Regions from separate parts of the Sus scrofa genome. Here region 1 is linked to region 2. The links are chromatin contacts, called in public Hi-C maps. All regions are on one chromosome and are shown on one strand. Each heading gives the region's core, a stretch centred on a gene start, on an enhancer-like site or on the middle of the called end of the contact. The rest is flanking DNA. Distances are from core to core; before and after follow the strand shown. Region 1 overlaps CALD1 (caldesmon). Region 2 overlaps CALD1 (caldesmon).

The links. A called contact is a pair of places that touch in the nucleus more often than the background predicts.
Region 1: a contact with region 2 is called in a Hi-C map of liver, with 3 times the contacts expected there. The contact joins two enhancer-like sites. A contact is called at or near these places in 3 of 47 Hi-C or Micro-C datasets (liver and skeletal muscle) and 1 of 2 datasets of contacts at active chromatin or transcription factors (skeletal muscle).

The regions. Positions count from the first base shown.
Region 1 is chr18:14,434,929-14,440,880 of Sscrofa11.1, reverse strand. The region is part of intron 1 of CALD1 (caldesmon); the gene reads left to right. Among named protein-coding and RNA genes, the nearest start is that of CALD1, 49 kb to the left of the region's middle. Within about 2 kb of position 1,695, at least 22 of the 83 cell types and tissues checked have an H3K27ac peak or open chromatin away from gene starts, as enhancers often do. A contact at or near this core is called in liver, where this site is marked.
Region 2 is chr18:14,324,378-14,330,650 of Sscrofa11.1, reverse strand. The region is part of intron 3 of CALD1 (caldesmon); the gene reads left to right. Among named protein-coding and RNA genes, the nearest start is that of AGBL3, 62 kb to the right of the region's middle. Within about 2 kb of position 4,225, at least 14 of the 83 cell types and tissues checked have an H3K27ac peak or open chromatin away from gene starts, as enhancers often do. A contact at or near this core is called in liver, where this site is marked.

The DNA.
Region 1 (5,952 bases), core at 446-2,945, 110 kb before region 2:
GTGAACAGGCACTGTTCTAGTTGAAGATAACAACCCCAGGGCAGTAAAATAAATAAGTTGCCCAAAGTCACACAATTGGCAAATGGCAGAGCTAGATTCAACACAGCTCCCTGACTCCAACCCTTTCCCATTCCTACAGCTGTCTGTTCTGCGTCTTGCCTCGGGAGAGCGATGGAAACCAGAGCAGGAGGTTTCCATAACCAATCATTATAATTTGTCAGAGAGCCACACTGCAGTTCAAATAGACAAGCGCATTGTCTTTCCCCGCCATATAAGGAAGCAGGGCCAAATACCACTGCTTTCACTTCTGACTTGAGAGGTTGTTCAAGGAAGAGTTCAACGGGAGGAGAATCTAGGCCTATCGCAGTTTAAAAGAAAAGAAACCTGCAGAAATATTTTTGTCTTTTCCTTTTCTGGTAGCCAAGATAGTTTAACAAATAGGTTATACCCTTTTCTCTAACTCAAGCAGAGCTCTTCTGGAGTTATGTACTGAAGGATTCAACTCTTTGTCTGAGTATGTCCAGCTGCTTTGGGGTTTGATGAAGTCAAATTTAGATATTCACAAAGCCAAGACAGAGCTAATTCTGTGAGGAGCAAGTGGGAAGTCCTCCACTGCAATGATTGACTGAAGAAGTTAGGGTCTACTTGCCGTGACAGCTGTTCTTGGTGTATTTATTAATAAGGCTTCACAATTTAAGGCCGATCTTCCTGTCCCAAACTCCCTTTGCCTTAACAATCAGTCATAGCGGGGGTTTTAGACCACAGGCCCCATAATCAACTCCATGGAGGGAAAAACAGACATAAGCAATTGAAATTATTCCCTCAGGATCACCCAGTATCATCTTGCCATAGGGAGTGCTTACTATTTCAGAGAAAGCAAAGAAGCATCACTTCGTCTTCGTAGGGAAATGAAAAAAAATCTCTAATAAGTCTGGTCAGCTCCTCACTCCCGTCTTTGACCAGACTGCATCTAGGGTATTAGTTTCTTACAACTGCTATAACAAAGTACCACAAACTAGGTGGCTTAACAACAGAAACCTATTGTCTCACAACTGTGAGGCTGGAAGTCCAACATTAAGGTGTCAGCAGGGTTAGTTCCTTCTGAGGGCTGTAGGGAAGGATCTGTTTCAGGCCTCTCTTCCCTTGGTTTATAGATGGCCATCTTCATGTTCATAGAGCATTCTCTCTGAATGCGTGTCTGTATCCAACTTTCTTCTTTTTATAAAGATACCAGCCAGATTAGAGCTTGCCCTGATGACCTCACTAGAAGTTGATTACCTCTGAAAAGACCTTATCTCCAAAAAAAAGGTCATATTCTGAGATACTGGGGATTAAGAATTCAACATAAGGATTTTGAGGGAGCCACAATTCAACCTATAATATGCCCCCATTCCAAATAGTGGTAGAAATCCGAAAGACGTCTTTTCTGAAACTCTAAGTGCCAACGATCCTCTTGCTGGTGGTATTCCATCTTCTCTCTGGGTGTAGGGAATGCTTAGCTAGAAATCACTTGACCTTTTGAACTTGCCTTTGACATTTACTTTCTGCCTTTCGCAATACAAAATTCTGATCCAGGAAAAAGTCAAAAGAGGTCTCTGAAATGACGCATTGAAGTGCAGCTTCACATACTGTGGCCTATCTGTGGAAGCCTGTGAAACCACAGTGGCAGACAGTCTGGTATGCGGCCATCAGAAGTGGGGGAGGGGCTTGGTGGGAAGCCTCTGGTTGAGGCAGCCTGCAAGGCTGAGAGGCAGAGTGCTAGGAGGAGGGGGTGAGCAGCTTTGGAGCAGCAGGCTGGGAGGCAACAGCAGATGGGACTTTCTGCATGCCTACCCTGGGTGGAAAGCCAGGATGGTCACTTTCAGTCATTTTTATACATGCTGATCATAACCACTAATTCCCAAATACAGGGGAAAATATTAGGAGCCTACACATTTTTGTGCTCTGATTCATTTGTCTCTTGTCTTTGGTTTCTTCTATTGCTTCTCCATCCATCCTTACATTTTTAGACACTTTTTCCTCTAAATGGCCTTCCTTACTTGATCCCTGTTTGGCATAATTAGTTACAAATTGTTCACACATTATACCTTGTATCCTTTTTTCTTTAGCTATTGTTTCCTTTTACCCCCTTCCTTAAAGCTCTTCTTGGTGTCCATTTCCCAGCTTCCATCCTGCTTATGGCTACTCTCTGTCTTTGGCCAGAGGAGGTCCATAGAGAGGGTGGTTATAACATTTATATAAACCAGGACACTTTTGAGAGGGAAAGGAGGAGCTATTAATAATTTCCCAAAAATCAGAGTTCTAAATGGAGACTATCATTGGCAATTTGGGATGGGCATTTACTCTACCTATGCTAGTTTTCTGCCTCCCATAGATCCTCACCTAGCAACAACTCCCTCAGTTTCTGGATCTTAAACAAACAAACAAAACACAATTTATATTGAGTCTTCTTTTTATTTCTACCCCAGGAAGCTTTTTGTATTTTTGTCAGAAATATTTTTCTATTTTCCCTTATCCCCTCCTCACTTCTCTTTCCTCTACTCGGAGTCTTATCTCACCACTTGACTGCCTCTTCGTCCTTTTGTTCCCATATAGTCTTGACTACGTCTCTGGGAGGCCATATTTGTCTGCCATAATACATGCAGGACACATTTCCTACATATTTGAAAACACACACACACACACACCCACACACCCACCACCACCATCATCAAATGTTATATACAACAACTACCACCATCTAAAGGGTCTCAAATGAATCCCTATTGGACTGTCCACTAATTCAGCACCTCTGTCCAGAGTCTAGAACAGTCTCTATCCTACAGAAGCAGCCATACCTAGAACGATTATTAGACATCATCTATGAATGTGTCTGGAATCTTACAGGACACGTTTCCAATATGTGTATGTGTATATACTTAGTGTTGAAAATATTTGGCCTGAAGAAAAAAAGAAAATTTTAGCCAAAGCAACTGTGCATTGCCTTCATTATGACTTCAGTAATTTGGAATTTTTTAGCCTCTAAAGCAATATATACCAAAAGCCTAGCAATGCCTGCCCTAGGCTTAACATATGTAGAAATAAACTTTGAGGCAAAAAAGAATAAATGTTGACTTAGGTCTCTTTCAAATGTAGTTCTTTTTATGATTCACTCACCCATAACTTACAGTTCATTTTGAAAAATTGCTGAAGTTATCAATCAGGATCATGCAAGGAAGCTCCTTCTCAACACTGAAATGAGAAAGGCAGAACATTTTCCTCTTGCAAATTGCTGGAAACCAAGCTTTAGATGTCTGGAATACTTGACAGTATAGCACTGTGTCAGCTAGAAAAAGCTGTTCTCATCCTTTTACTTATTCACTTACTTAATTTAAGGATTTTGATCATAATTTTCTCTCCTTTTTTAAAGTAACCTAAAAATTAATAAATGAGGGAAAAACAGTGAGAGAAGATACTTTATGGAAGAAAATAAGGGTTCTGTTAAAAGTTCTCTCCCTCCTTCCCTCCATTCTTCCTTTCTCCTCCCACTCCTAGCCTCCTTCCATCTCCCCTGCCCCACTCCTTCTAGTTTTTATTTCTTTTCCCATTCAGATGTATTCAGTTGGAAATGTCCTGTTGCCCTTGGGTAGCCACAAGCTTTAGCCCTGATGTCCTTATGTCTCTCTTGCTTAGATCTTTTTTTGAAAGATTGATGATAACCAAAGGAAAAATCAAAAGACTTCAAACACACTCTGCATGATAAGCATATAGTTATAGCAGTGATGCAATGGAAATATCTAGCCAAGGACTCTCCAGTGCGTCCAGCTTGGCTAGAATGATTATCTCAGCCACCCTGGAACTGCTGACCCACCTGTGTTTGAGTAAATAGGAAATGGGAAATCTAGAAGTTTGATTTTTTTTTTTTTTTTTTTTTAGGGTTGCACCTGTGGCATATGGAAATTCCTAGGCTAGGGGTCGAATCAGAGCTACAGCTGCCAGCCTACACCACACAGCAACGCCAGATCTGAGCCACATCTGTGACCTACACCACAGCTCACGGCAATGCCAGAGCCTCAACACACTGAGCCAGCCAGGAATCGAACCTGCATCCTCATGGATACTAGTTGGATTTGTTACCACTGAGCTGCAGCAGGAACTCCTGAGCTTTTTTTTTTTTAAACTTTCATGCCTTTTCATATTTCTGCTGTTAGATATGCTGTTAAAATAAAACAATTGCTCTTTCCACTGGGAATATCTTCTAGTTTGCTAATTCTTTTTCCTGAGAGTATTTGCAATGAGGTTTAAGTTTTTGATATCTTGGCTCTTGTATTGTGTGGGTACCTCAGATTCCAGGTGGGTGGTCTCACAGAAAAATGGCCCCAGTTCCTGCTTCATTTCTACAGCTGATAACGTGTGTAACCTTGAACAGACCCCTTGCGCCTCAGGCTTCCTAATTATAAACTGAGAATAGCCTTTTTTCTTCTCTGTAACACCCAGGTAGGGAGCCATGAGATCTTAAATAGAAAGGCACTTCAGGTAGTAAAGTATCCTTAGACATGGTTTTCTTTTCTTTTTTTTTTTCTTTGAAATATGAAGACTTTTGCGGGTTGGTTTTCTTGGAACATGTAAGTTTCATAAAGGAAACTCTCTAGATTCAACGTGCAAAGAATGTGAAGTTTCCAAAAAATATCCTGTGCCTGACAGCTTCAGCTGACTCCTTTTTCTGGGGCTGACCCAACCCAGTTTCAGCCTTTCCTGTTTTTCCTTCCTTCCTTTCTTTGTTTCTTTGTTTCTTTGTTTCTTTTTTTTTTTTTTGTCTTTTGTCTTTTTTTTTGTTGTTGTTGTTGTTGTTGTTGTTGTTATCGTTGCCACCCCTTGGGCCGCTCCCGCGGCATATGGAGATTCCCAGGCTAGGGGTCGAATCGGAGCTGTAGCCACCGGCCTACGCCAGAGCCACAGCAACGCGGGATCCGAGCCGCGTCTGCAACCTACACCACAGCTCAGGGCAACGCCGGATCGTTAACCCACTGAGCAAGGGCAGGGATCGAACCCGCAACCTCATGGTTCCTCGTCGGATTCGTCAACCACTGCGCCACGACGGGAACTCCTGTTTCTTTCTTTCTTTCTTTCTTTCTTTTTTTTTTATTTTTTTTTTTTTTTTTTTTTTTTTTTTTTTTGTCTTTTGTTATTGTTGTTGTTGCTATCTCTTGGGCCGCTCCCGCGGCATATGGAGGTTCCCAGGCTAGGGGTTGAATCGGAGCTGTAGCCACCAGCCTACGCCAGAGCCACAGCAACGCGGGATCCGAGCCGCGTCTGCAACCTACACCACAGCTCACGGCAACGCCGGATCGTTAACCCACTGAGCAAGGGCAGGGACCGAACCCGCGACCTCATGGTTCCTAGTCGGATTCGTTAACCACTGAGCCACGAGGGGAACTCCTCTTTCTTTTTTTTTTTAGAGCTTCTGGGGCATGCACATTCCTTTCCTTACTTTTAAAAGCAATATTGACAGTTATCTGGTTTGGAGACAGTCTGAAACCCCAAGTTGCTGAAAAAGGATGGTTAAAATTGCCATCCAATTTGCACTTTTTCTCTAATGTAGTCAAAAAAGTTTTTTCCAAGCTTTAGCTGAAACCAATGCACATAGTGAACAATTGCAGATCTTAGAATCTTGACACCCTCAGATTCACTAAACTTGATATCCATCAGCATGTAAATGTCTAACACATGTATGTGAAAGTGCTTTGCTTTGTAATATCTGTGATTATAGTATTTATAACCCAATATGTTAAAATTTAAGAATGCTCTAGGAATGTAAGGGGAAGAGTAGGAAAAAAGGAAGTGTGCTTGAGGCCAAGCAATCACATGGATGGGTCAAGCTGTTTGTTTCTATTATTTTTTAAATAAAATTTTATTTTATAATAATAGTTTTCAGACTACAGAAGAGTTGCAAGGATATTACAGAGTTCTCCT
Region 2 (6,273 bases), core at 2,976-5,475:
TAAACTAGACACATTGTGAAGGAGGATATAGTAAGAAGCAGGGATTGGTTTGCCAAAGATTAGGATGCCACCAATCTGTAAGCAATCTTGACAGAGTAGGAGAGTATCAATTAAGAATATTAACTTTCTTATTCCTGTTGTGGTTCAGTGGGTTGAGAACCCAGCTAGTATCCATGAGGATGCAGGTTTGATCCCTGGCCTTGCTCAGTGGGTTTAGGATCTGCCATTGCCATGAGCTGTGATATAGGTCACAGAGGCAGCTCAGATCCAGCATTGCTTTGTGGCTGTGGTGTAGGCCAACAGTTGCAGCTCTGATTCGATCCCTTGCCTGGGAACTTCCATATGCTATAGGTGCTGCCCTAAAAAAATAAAACAAACAAACAAACAAAGAATATTAATTTTGAAATCCAGATAAAGTCGGACTCAAGTCCTAGTTGCATCGTTATAGTATCTGTGTGTCCTCGAGCTAATTACTTAATCTCACTGAGTTTCTCAGTTTTGTCATCAATAACATGAGCAAACTATTATGTAAAGTGGTTAGCACAGTGCCTGGTGCTCAGTAAGTGCTCACAGAGATGTGTATGGTGTAATTAACAATGATAATTATTGGCATTAAGTGGGTGCCTAGGGAATGAGTCTGAGGTAGCATCCTGGTAATCACAAAAATGGGAGTGGCTGTGCTGCGTTGTCTTCGTGTCCCAGGGCCGTCCTGTGAAGGATCACAGACTGGGTGACTTAGAACAGCAGAACCTCACTGTCTCACAGTTTCTGAGCCTAGACATCTGAAGTCAAGGTGTCACAGGACTGTGCTCCCTCTGAAGCCTATAGGACGAGGATTCTTCCTTCCTTTTCTGGATTCAGGCAGCTGCATCCGTGCCTTGGTTTATGACGGTGTAGCTCCAATGCTTCCATTACTTTCCATGACATTCTCCCTATTTCTCTATTAAAAAAAAAAATGATTGAAGTATAGTTGCTGTACAGTGTTGTGTTAATTTCTGCTGTGCAGCAAAGTGATTCAGTGATACATTTATACACGTATATTCTTTTCCATATTCTTTTCCATTAGGGTTTATCACAGGGTTGACTTAGTTCCCTGTGTTCCCCGTCCTACACATACTAGTTCGCATCTGCTAATCCCAAACTCCCAATCCTTCCTCCACCCTTTTTTTTTTCATATTATCTTCCCTCTGTCTGTCTCTCTTGTCCAATGTCTCCTTTTGAAAAGGACAGCAGTCATTTTGGATCGGAGCTCACCCTAGTGACCTTGATTTTGTCTTGATTCCAAACAAGGTCTCATTCTGAGGTACTGGGGGTTAGGACTTTAGCATATTTTTGAAAGGGACACAATTCAACCCATAACATGAGTATACAGACTTCCTAGAAATAAACGCAGCAAACCTAGCCCTTACCTCTACACTTTAAAGTTTGCTGAAGTCGCCGCAGGTTAAACAATCTTTATGCATCCTGGAGCGGCCTAATGTGGAAACGGTGTTCTGAGTATCCACTAGTCGGTAAGTTAGCCGAGTAGTGGATACTCCCTGATCACAAAAGGACAAAAGCTCCTCAGATTCAAGCACCAGTGGGGCTTTTCTCTTAACCTCAGTGAGTGAAGGGCACCCAGCAAATGGGGATAGTCTCTATTCACCGCAAGGGAAAAGGCCTTGAAGTCATAGCTTGACCCATCCTAGGCCTATCGAGTTAGTATCATGAGAATGACTTATTTTCCATTTATTCTCTCCTCCCGCATACGTGTTTAAATTTCTGACCTTACTTAAACATTCATTTTGATCCAGGGAAGCATTACAAGTCTGCCTCTCTTAGATCTGAAGATTTGCAGGCAGGACGGGAGAACCTGTATAACATTCCCTCCACCCAGTATCTAAAGAAGGCTAGTTTTATGAACCCACCTAGAGCTACAGGTAAATCTCAAGCCAAGATCCACAGGTACCAGGGGAGCAAAGGAACACAGCAAAGGTAGAAGCTGAGTGTTTGAGAGGATAGAATTAGACGTTACAATGAAAGGCATCTTAGTATATCAGAGGCTGAGAGTTTAATGTAATGAACCACCTGCCTAAATATACAGTAGAAGTGCTAGAAATTGCCAAAAAAAAAGACACTCTCCCCTAGTGTCTCTTGGTTTGCTGGCAATCTCTGACTGTTCTTGGCATGTAGATCCATCACTCCAGTCCTCTGCCTTCACATGACATTCTCTCTGTGTTTCTGCACATAGTCTACCTCCCACGCATGGCTGTTTCTATCCACATTTCCCCCTTTTTATAAGGACACCAGTCTTATTGGATGAAGGCCCACCCTAATGATCCACCAGAACTTGATTACCCCTGTAAAGGTCTTATTTCCAAGTAAGATCACCTTCTGAGGTACCAGGGGTTAGGTCATCAACCAACCTATCATTTTTTTTTAAATTTTTATATATTCAAAATCAGCATTTTTTCCACTGTCAGTTTTATTGAAGATTAATTGATTTGCAGTGCTGTGATAATTCCTGCTATAGAACAAAGGGACTCAGTTATACATACACACGCATCCATTCTTTTTCAGATTCTTTTCCCATACAGATTATCAAAGAATATTGGGTGAAATTCCCTGTGCTATACAGCAGGCCCCCATCAGTTAGTCATTCCATATACCTCAGTGCGCATATGCCAGTCCCAAACCCCCAGTCCCTCCTTCCCTGCCTCCAATCTGTCCCCTTTGGTAACCATAAATTTGTTTTCAAAGTCTGTTAGTCTGTTTCTGTTCTGCAGATAAGTTCACCTGTATAATTTTTTCAGATTCCACATATAAGTGATATCATATGATGTTTGTCTTTCACTGTCTGACTAACTTAACTTGGGAGGACAATCCCTAGGCTCATCCATGTTTCTGCAGATGGCATTATTTCATTCTTTTTTATGGCTGAGTAATATTCCATTTTATGTATGTACCGCATCTTTTTCAAATCCTCTGTCAATGGACATTTAGGTTGCTTCCACTCCTTGGCTATTGTAAATAGTGCTGCAGTGAGCATTCAGATGCATGTATCTTTTTGAATTATGATTTTCTCCAGAGAGATGCCCAGGAGTGGGATTGCTAGATCACATAGTAGTGCTATTTTTATTTTTTTGAGGTTCCTCCATACCATTTTCTATATAGGCTGTACCAATTTACATTCCCACCAACAATATAAGAGGGTTCTCTTTTCTCCACACCCTCTCCAGCATTTGTTATTAACCCACCTATCATTTTTAGAGGTCACTATTCAACCCATTGCAAGTACTGAAGGATTTAAAATACTTTAACATGGCATTTCATAGTTTAATTCATAAGCAATAAGTGGGATACTTTTCTATGACAATTAAAATGCCAGCTGGCTGAAGGATATTGGGGTAGTGGCAGGTTATCTGTCTAAAGCCATTCCAGCGACACCGAGAACCAACCTCTATGTGTAAGCACTCTGAACCATCAGTTCTGTACTAAGTTTCGGTGTTAAGCCAGCCCCAAAGAAGAATAGAAAAGGGGATTAGCCTCTTGCACTAGGACACAGGCGTTTTCTGGCATGGAAAGATAAAGCTCTCTGGTGATAAATTCCCATCTACGTTTTAATGAGAAGTGACATGGATTACAAGTGACGGAGAAAATGAGAGGTAAAAGGCATTCCATTTATTGCACATTTTCAGCCACTGGTCTTCCTCTTCACATTCCAGTGCCCCCCAAAAACAAAGACAGAGACAAGGTAGTCAAAAGAGGAGGAATAAAAGAATACCAACAAAAGATACGAATGTTCCCCTACATTTGTTCTGTATTTCTCAGCCTTCTCTGGTGTTAATATTCTCAAGGAAAAGGAGTTTAAGATCCTTGAGTTAGAAAAATCTTTCTGCCAAGTTCTCTCCTTCATGTTTGGAAATAGCAGCAAAACTTGAAAGATATTTAAGCACAGAACATATTTCACGTATGAAAATGAAGACGTGGAGGAAGAGAAGAGCATAATAATACAATAACAAAACTGGCCGACAGGCACATAGCACTTCTTATGTGCCAAGCACTGTCCTACAAAAATGAGTTTATTTAATTCTTCTACATCACTACGAGTAAAGTATTAATACCCCCATTTTACAGACGAGGACAATGAGGCCAGAGACGTTGACTCACGGGCCTACCTCCTCCCTGCCTGGGTGTGTGTCACGGGGCTTCTGGCTCCCAGCTTGCTCCTGGTGGCTCCCTTGCTTTCTCCAGCTTAACGCTTAACGGATGTTATTCCCTGCCTGTGCTCTCACAGCTCTAACCTTTGGTCTTTGAGTGGGAGAATCTGGCAGCAATTGTAATATGACATCAGATCCTGCTTGATGAGCAAGCTTCTGCTCCTGGTGGAGCAGGGCTGGAGAGGGGTGAGGGCAGTTGTCTGGTGAGGGTCTTTGATCTTTCATGACTCTTCGTCTTAAATAACCAGCCTAAGGGACTACCTGTTGCCCAAAGGGCCCTACGAAGAGACAGTGAGTGTAACATCCCCCTCATAGTGGGAGACCTGGACTTCTCGCCAACTAGCAGCTCCTCTCATGTCATTGTTATTCATATCACACGACTTTCTTATGCCGATTAAAAGAAAGTCAACTGAATAATTCTGAACTTCTCCACATCTTAACTTCTGAATCCAGCCCTGTCAAAGTCAGAGGAGTGAGACCTGGAAAGAAAGGGATGTGCTGTGTCATCGTCGTGTCAACAGCCCAGACTTTGGGGTCAGCCAGAGGCAAGCACAAATCCTATGTATATAGTTCTGGGCAAGTGAGGAGACGTCTCGGTGCCAAGTTTGTTCATCTAGACTGTAAAATAGGAACCATCCTGTCTGTCCAACGCGATTGGAAGGATTAGATGAGATGCATCCTGCCCATTGCCTGACACTCGGGAAGTCCAAGCAGACCTCATTTTATTCGCCTTTGTTTCATTGAGCTTCACAGATACTGTGGGTTTTTTTTTTTACAAATTGAAGGTTTATGGCAACATCATGTTGAGCAAGTCTATTGGTGCCATGTAATCAACAGCATTTGCTCACTTCATGTCTCTGTGTCCGATTTCGGTAAATCTCGCTCTGTTTCAGACTTGTTCATTCCCGCTGTATCCGCGATGGTGACCTGTGATTGGTGATCTTTGACGTTACCATTACCATTTTTGGCTTTTTTAGCAATAAGGTGTTTTAATTAAAATATATATAAGTAATTTTTAGACATAATGCTTTTGCACACTTAACAGACTATAATATAGTGTAAACATAACTTTTACGTGCCCTGGGAAACCACAGAATTTGTGTGACTCACTTTATTGTGCATTTGCCTCGTTGCGGTGGTCTGCAACTGAACTGAGGTATCTCTGAGGTATGCATGTACTGCACGAGTGGGCGTTATCACCATTAACTAAGCTTCCTCTTTTTTAAAAAAAAAAGCAATTTGTATGTTTGCCTCATTCATTCAAAGTCGATTGGCTAGTCTCGTACATTCCTTTTTTTATCACCAGTTTTAGTATTTCAAATGGACAAGAGCTATTGTTTTTTGGCTTATTAGCCTTAGAAGTATTAAATTCACAACTTTAAATTTAGCGGAGTTAGTTGTTAGCAGCTCACCCCCAGAGGGCAAGGTGATCCCTGGGGCCTCCTGGTCTCTCAAGGGCCTGAACACCTTTTGTTTAGAGGTCCCTGGGGGGGAACTTGAGGACTTAAATTCTCCCTGATAGGCTTCAGAGCTCCGCCTCTGAGCAGAATACCACAATTCTGTGGCATCTCTGAGATAGAAGAGAGCATTAGTCAGAAAAGTCCAAAATTATAATAATGGCCTGACTCTGAATGTAAATAAGTCACTAAGCTCCTCTGAGCCTATTTCCTCAGCTGTGAAACAGGAATGATAGAAGTGTCTGCCTCAGGAGTTCCCATCGTAGCTCAGAGGAAATGCATCTGACTAGCATCCATGAGGATGCAAGTTCGATCCCTGGCCTCGCTCAGTGGGTGAGGATCCGGCACTGCGGTGAGCTGTGGTGTAGGTCACAGATGTGGCTCAGATCCCGCATTGCTGTGGCTGTGGTGTAGGCCAGCAGCTGCAGCTCTGATTCGACCACTGGCCTGGGAACCTCCATATGCCGAGGGTGTGGCCCTAAAAAGAAAAAAGGGGGAAAAAAAAGTGTCTGCCTCACTGGCATTCTAAAGATCAAATTAGAGCATGTCCAAGGTGGAAGTGTTTTTTAAACTCCAGAAAGTTAGAACTGTGATTCGTTATTGTTTAGATGCATCTA